Regions from separate parts of the Zea mays genome. Here region 2 is linked to region 1. The links are chromatin contacts, called in public Hi-C maps. All regions are on one chromosome and are shown on one strand. The core of a region is the stretch at or near the end of the contact, and the rest is flanking DNA. Distances in the headings are between cores, read along the strand shown. Region 1 holds the start of LOC103635765 (ras-related protein RABE1c). Region 2 holds the start of LOC100216889 (putative membrane-associated kinase regulator 4).

Region 1 (3,405 bases), core at 33-2,532:
TGCTCCGTCTAACACCCAGCAGCTGCCACTTTTACAAGTTATCCGCCCCACAAAAACTCACAGCGTGTTTCATACAATTCATGGTTACATGGTACACACTCACAAGCAAATAATTATAGAAGATAGAACAGCAAGCAACATCACAATAAATAATTCTACATTGTCTAAAGCCCCTAAAGTGGGTGCAGTTTGAAGTGAATATTGTAGTCTCTGCTCAATGCAATAATGGGTAAAACAAGTAATCACTTAACCAGGAAGCATCAATTCAATTATTCAACATGTCAACCTTTGAACCAGTCTACCATCTTAATCTGCAGAGTAACATTTCCACAAGACTATTTCCAATGGGCTTATTCCTTGAACCGAAGAGTTTCCACGAATGAATGCTCATCATCAAAGGAAAAAAAACACTCACAAGTCACAGCAACTCAAAGTGAATGTTCAAAACTCACAGAAAAACACAATCCATCCTTCTCACTAGTGCACAATTCCGATGATGCTAATAACCTACTGATTAACGTATGGTACGCTAGGTTACGTTAGTCCGAAAGCACAAAGGATTGAAGGACCAGCAAGCAAGCAACATCCCATCCGCTCTCTACCACAGACGGAAGACGGATCAATCGAGGGAACACGACCACGGGCAACATGAGCAAGATCCACACTGCGCATATGCACGAATCCAACTCCGATCCCTAGAACGCGAGCGCGCGAACGGCGTTACGCCCTTATACAACCGTTTACTGAGACAAAGAGATCTAGCAGCACCCACCGCTATCCCCAATGAGAAGAAGCTTGATAAGGTAGTCGTAGTCGGCCCGGGCCCTCGCCGGCGGCGCCGCCATGCCGCCCTTCCTCTCCCTCCTACTGCCCGGCGCGCGCCCACCGGTCCCGGCCTGCAGAGAGAACGCACGCTTCGTGAGCAAACAGAAGAGAAGAGGGAATGGTGGCGACGGGGCGGAACGGAGGCGCTCACCTGCGGGCGTGGGGTGCGGGTTCGAGCAGCGGGCGGTGCCGGATCTGGGGGCGGCGCAAAGAGGGGAGCGAGATGAGAAGACGGCAAATTTTCGGGGGTAAACAAGTCGGGTGATGGTTTGATTTGTTATGATGGGCCGGGTCACGGGGTCAGTCACTTGCACTGGAAGCAGGGTTGGGTTACTTGCGGTGCAGTGCAGGTGTTTAACACTTTACTTTAACCCGAGGCGCTCAGCCACCTACCGGTGAAGTGGTGATCTGCCGGACGCTATTCTGCGCTAATGGAGATGCCGGCCACAATACAATTTCAGCTAGTAGTACGTGCTATGAGAACTTGTGGAAGATAAGGTCATTCTCAGTAGGATGCTGTGACACATCATCACTCTTAATAACATGTAAGTACAATTAAAAGAAAATATACAGAAAGAATTTTATGGGAGAGGGTAGAGTTTTATGAGGATAAAACTTACACGATTACTTAGTTTAAATCTGATGTGTCAATATTGAAACAGTGCATTGAAACTCATCACTAATAATGAATTAATAGTACATTAATATATTATTGGCCTACTTCCGTTGTATGGTGTCATACTCATTTGATACATGACATATATGATGAAAAATTGATTGGGTATATGAGTAAAGAGAAAAGAGAACAAGGGAGATACCACTTAGACACAAGATCATATGCATTAAAACATGAACCACCTAAGGCTCTGTTTGTTTGAGCTTCTTGTTAGCTTCCTAGTGTGAAAAGACATATGGTAAAACAAGCAAATATCTGTTTAGTTTAGCTTCCAAAAAGCCAAAAGCTCTAAAAAACTGAGTTTACATGAAAACCTGAGAATAGGGCTGGAAAACAAGCTCAAGACTCGTGTGCCGACTCGAGTTCGAAGTAGCTCGGCTCAACACTAGGTTTTTAAGCTCACTGGTGCAAGCCGACTCATTCTAGCTCGCAAGTTGCACCAATTTAATCAATCTATACAATGATGATTGATATTGAATAATTTTATAAATATTCATCTCGGTTTCTTAGTCTTTAATGATGGATATATGATAACTTATAATTTAGATTAGTCATAATGTTGAATGTTGATTCTATATTCACATTTATAGGCTATTAATTCACTATATAATATGACATTATTTATCAAAGTGCATCTCGTGATCTGTGCCGGCTCACGAGCCAACATCGAGAAGAGTCGAGTCTCCTTTTGCAACTCGTTGAATGGGCGAGCTGAGGTCGGTCAGTTAGTGAGCCGAAGCCTGATTTTATGGGGTTTTCTAGATGCCTAAGTTTAAAAGTTAATAGCATCACCGAAAAGCTATTGGCTTATCGGGATTAAAAGCCTTGTCGTAGCTTTTTTTAGAAAAGCTCCAAAAACTGTAATTTAGTTGTTTTGTGGGACTATAAAACAACATATGATACTATACATTGAAACAATTATATCTTCTATATTAACATACGATGTGGCAATTTATGATATCGTGACAAGAAACAATGGAATAGGAATAACCTTAGTAATTGTTCTATTCAGAAATGTAAGTCCATCAATTTTTGTTGACATTTGACCATTATAAAAGTTACATATTCTCTATATCCTTAAATAAATACAATCATGTCGATGCTTAATAAGTTTAGAACATATTAGTATGTTAAATAAAAGATCAGACTACCTTTCGTTAACTGAAACGGTTGCATATTGATCTGTGATTGTTCTAAAAAGATAGTAATTATTGTATCTGTTCATAAATATATGACATTGTTTAACTTTTTTTAAAAAACTTTAATCACTCGTCTTATTCAAAGTATTTATTCAAAGATGTAAAATTTTAAGTTAAGCATAAACTATCTTAAGTGATAAAACAAATCACAAAAAATAAATAATAATTTGTTATTTTTTAATAAGTCGAGTAGTTAAAGTTTTTTTTAAAAAAGTTAACGATATAATATATTTATGAACGGAGTCTCGACTCTTCCTGATATCTGCCCAATGCCATTACTCGTGTCGTCGTCAGCCTCCATGCGTCTCTCCCTTCGAAAACTTCATTCACTCGACAGCGGCTTCTCCATCAACGCAGTTACCGCACGCGAAAAGTGGGCTACACATAGCCAGATGGGAAAGCAACGCCGGCCGGTCGTCGGTGACGGTGATGCCATTTTCATGCGTGCTACAACCAGCATTCTATTCTTAATCGAACTACGCCGACCGTGATGAGATCATGAGGGAACTTTACTGCCAATCAAGCAATCACATGCAGGCCCAAACAGCGCGCACATGGAGCTCGATCGCCGCTAAAAATTGGTTGGTGCCGTCCAGCCAAGACAAGCGCCTTTTTTGCAACCACGATGATTTGCTAAAGTAACATATATGAATGCGTTGTTTTTTGTTTTTATGTCGTCTGTAGAAACTGTATTGCGAAATAACC
Region 2 (3,469 bases), core at 691-3,190, 290 kb after region 1:
CATATATTATATATTATATATTTATATATCAACAATTTTATAACACGTTAAAATGGAGTCTTAGATGAGCATAAGATTGATAAAAACTAAAATTATCTTTTATATTTATTTTTTGTATTGAAATCTTAGGTATTTATTTGAATACCCTTGTCACTGAACGGGCTCTAAAGTGATGTAATGGAAGTAAGGCTCTGCTATTGATTCTACTCATCCATGAAACTCAGCTGTTCCATAACGAGCTTGTAATGTACTTGAACCAATTCTAAAGTGATGTAAATAAGGCTCTGCTATTGGTTTTCCTCATCCATGGAAAAACCCTACAGCTGTTCCACAACACGCAATGTCCTCTTGAACTAGTCAAGGCTCAAAGTTCAGATGCCATTCATTTGAACGATATCATCATGACACTTGACAAAGGGCGCGCGGTCAACGCCACAAATTTCAGTTTTTTTTTCCTTCACAAAATCTCCAGAACGCATTTGCATCATTGTACAATGATCGGGATTCATCGTTCATGGAGCACTATCGTATCGTCATCCTCTGCAGATCTCGGTGAGCTCGTCGAGGCCGTCGGACTCGGACTCGGACTCGGCGGCGATCCTGGACGCGGACGACGACAGGAAGCGGAAGCCGGCGTCGCTGGCGCTCTTCCGGACGGAGGCCAGCTGCTGGGACCTCTTGCAGTAGGCGATGAGCCCCTGGACGGGGTTCTCCACCTCCGAGCTCGCGCTGCTGCTCCTCCTCAGCGTCGGCCCCACGCCGCCGTCGGACGACCCGCTCGAGGTCCGGACCGACGAGGAGGCCGATGAGGAGGAGCACGAGGACGGCGGCAGCGCGGGGACGGGGGACGTCTTGTTCGACGGAGAGTAGCGGACGATGACGCTGGAGAAGGAGCGCCTGTGCGCCCCGTGCTCGCGTTCCTTGCACCGCCCTCCAGCGGCAGCGGCAGCGGCGCGGCTGGTGCCACCGTGAGAGGCGACGCACCTGGTGTTCATTCTGGTCTGGGCGAACGGGTTCTTTGTCCACGCCCTGAGGTGGCCGTGGCCATGGGCGGCGATCTCCTCCCGCGCGCCCCTCGCGGCGACGGCGCCAAGACCGCTCTTCTCGTCGGCCGGGCTCCCCGGCCTGGCCGCGAACAAGATGGTCTTGAGGTACGCCTTGGACGCCCTGAGCCGGAGGCCCAGGTTGAGCTGCCTCATGAACCGTAGCCTCCTGGACCACGGCTTCCTCGGCGCCGCGGCGGCGTCCTCCGCCAGCGCCAGGCCGGCCGCGTACTCCTGGAAGTACTCCTCGACGTTGAGCTCCCCGCTGGCGTAGCCGTAGCCGTAGCACGACGAGTTGGCCGGCGACGCGTTGCACGACTCGTACGGCGTCGCCGGGGCCGTGCTGCTGACGCCGCGGAACAGGAGCTCCCTGTCCCTGTCCCTGTCCCTGCCGCGGCCCCGGCCCCGGCCGTCCAGGAGCTCCTCCACCATCTGGATGCGCGGCGGCAGGTGCAGCGGCAGCAGCTTCCCCTTGTAGAAGAGCTCGTCTGCCGGCGACGCAGCCAGGGTCTCGCCCCACCGGTCCAGCGGCGCCGACATGAACTCGAACTCATGCGCCACGGGCGTCCTGGCCGCGGCAGAGCTCAGGTCCATGTCGATGAAATCCTCATCCTCTTGCTCTTCCTCATCCTCCTCCTCCTCCTCCTCCCGTTGCCGCTGCAGTACCTCTCCACCCCACTCCTCTCGCCTTCCCGCCATTGCTCCTCCAACGTATCCCTAATTCGCCTGCCCGAACGCCCGAACCGGAGTGCTGAGTGCTGCGGCGTGGCGTGCGTCTGCGATGATTCGGTGCTAAAAACGGCAGAGGAATCGATGGAGTGGGGTTTATTTATATATAATTTTGCTAACAAGGCTCGTGCTTTACAGGGGCCCCGCCCCGCCGGCCCGCCCTACCGTCTCCTCCCGCATGATCTGCTTCTTGTTCGCGTCTCGGGCTCTCGGCCATCTCCCTGTCCCTGCCGCTGCACGAGCACGAAGCCAACAGCAACAGCAACAGCAACAGTGGCCCTGGCCGTCGCTGTCCTCCGGGTGTCGCTCACTCATCGCTCCATCCCTGGCTTTGGCGCCTTCTTTTCTGATGAAAACCCGGCTTTGGTTTGGTTTGGTGGCGCCTCTGCCCTGCCTGCTGCTCTTTCTGCAGACTGACAGCATGCTTCTCGTCTTTCCATGGCTGCCTCGTGCCATTTCATATCACTCCTATGCCACGTACAGCAAAGTGCACTATTGGTACTAGAAGTAGAAAATAATGTTTGTTTCATTGGATCGCTGTAGGATGCGGCAATGATCGTAACTAGTGCCTGGGCGAGTTACGAGCGGTACGGACGATACGCAGGATCTGTGCTGGGATTCCTTGGGGTGCTGGAATTTCAATCCTCTCGACTCTTACTACTAGTTGTTTATCTCGCTCTTTTACCTATGATGACGAGGAACTCTACGTTCTGCCCTTTTAACTATAGAAAATCATCTAATAAATAACTAACTCACGTGATGGTTTTGGATATAAGTTTACTGACATTGTACATTAAAAAGTCTACATAGCTCCTAACAAAAATAGTTAATTGTATAACCTACTCAAAGATACTCTCTCCGTCATAAAAAATAGTTCTCTCTAGCAGTTTTTTCCGTCCATATTCCAATAAATGATAATGCATATAGATATATATACAAACTACATCTATAAATTAATTAATGAATATACGTTTAGTCTAAACAAAAATCTTTATTCAAGTACTAGTCTTTTTCCCTATTGGTGCAAAATTGAAAGCTGCTCTGACCTTTTTATTTTAGCGGAATTTTCGGATGGAACAGTGCATATATATATATATATATATATATATATATATATATATATATATATATATATATATATATATATATATATATATATATATATATATATATATATATGGCAGGTATAACGGGAGCCCTGGGCTTCCAATAGTTAAAGAAAGTCTAGGCCGACCACCGTGCAAACTGGTTCACCCAGCACGCCCAAACAGGCTGTCGGGTGCGCCACCTGCTCCACGTCTGTTAGCGCAAAAAAAGGAATGCATGCATGAGTCAAACACGATCCAATGCATGCGCATAAATTTAGGAAAGATATGTGCGGCAGTTTCTGTTTTTAAATCATTTATTTCCTCCATAAATTTAGGATCGCTGCAACAGCCATGCAGCTAGACGCGTAAGGACCATTTTATGATATATACTGAGACTAAATATGCTACATTGTGTTAATAATTATGCAATTCGATATACTGCGTAAAAATCTGTTACCAGCTGCATACACACGAATTTATGATAAAATTAATGTGCAATGAAAGGAAATGAATTACACGCATAGAAACAAAAAATCGTATTTAATGTTTTATTTCCTTCATAAATATAAGATCCCTCCAACAGCCGTGCAGCTAAAACACATTAAATCT

Evidence for each region. Hi-C and Micro-C count contacts between places; a contact is called where the count stands out from the background.
Region 2: a contact with region 1 is called in a Hi-C map of ear, with 2.3 times the contacts expected there. The contact joins the promoter of LOC100216889 here to the promoter of LOC103635765 in region 1. A contact is called at or near these places in 3 of 25 Hi-C or Micro-C datasets (ear, leaf and tassel).

The regions. Positions count from the first base shown.
Region 1 is chr8:119,480,101-119,483,505 of Zm-B73-REFERENCE-NAM-5.0, forward strand. It overlaps LOC103635765 (ras-related protein RABE1c), which reads right to left and starts at 1,283. Exons shown (of 9, transcript XM_008658144.4): 1 at 977-1,283; 2 at 773-896. The coding sequence starts at 845.
Region 2 is chr8:119,765,690-119,769,158 of Zm-B73-REFERENCE-NAM-5.0, forward strand. It overlaps LOC100216889 (putative membrane-associated kinase regulator 4), which reads right to left and starts at 1,941. Exons shown (of 1, transcript NM_001143276.1): 1 at 356-1,941. The coding sequence starts at 1,742. The coding sequence ends at 534.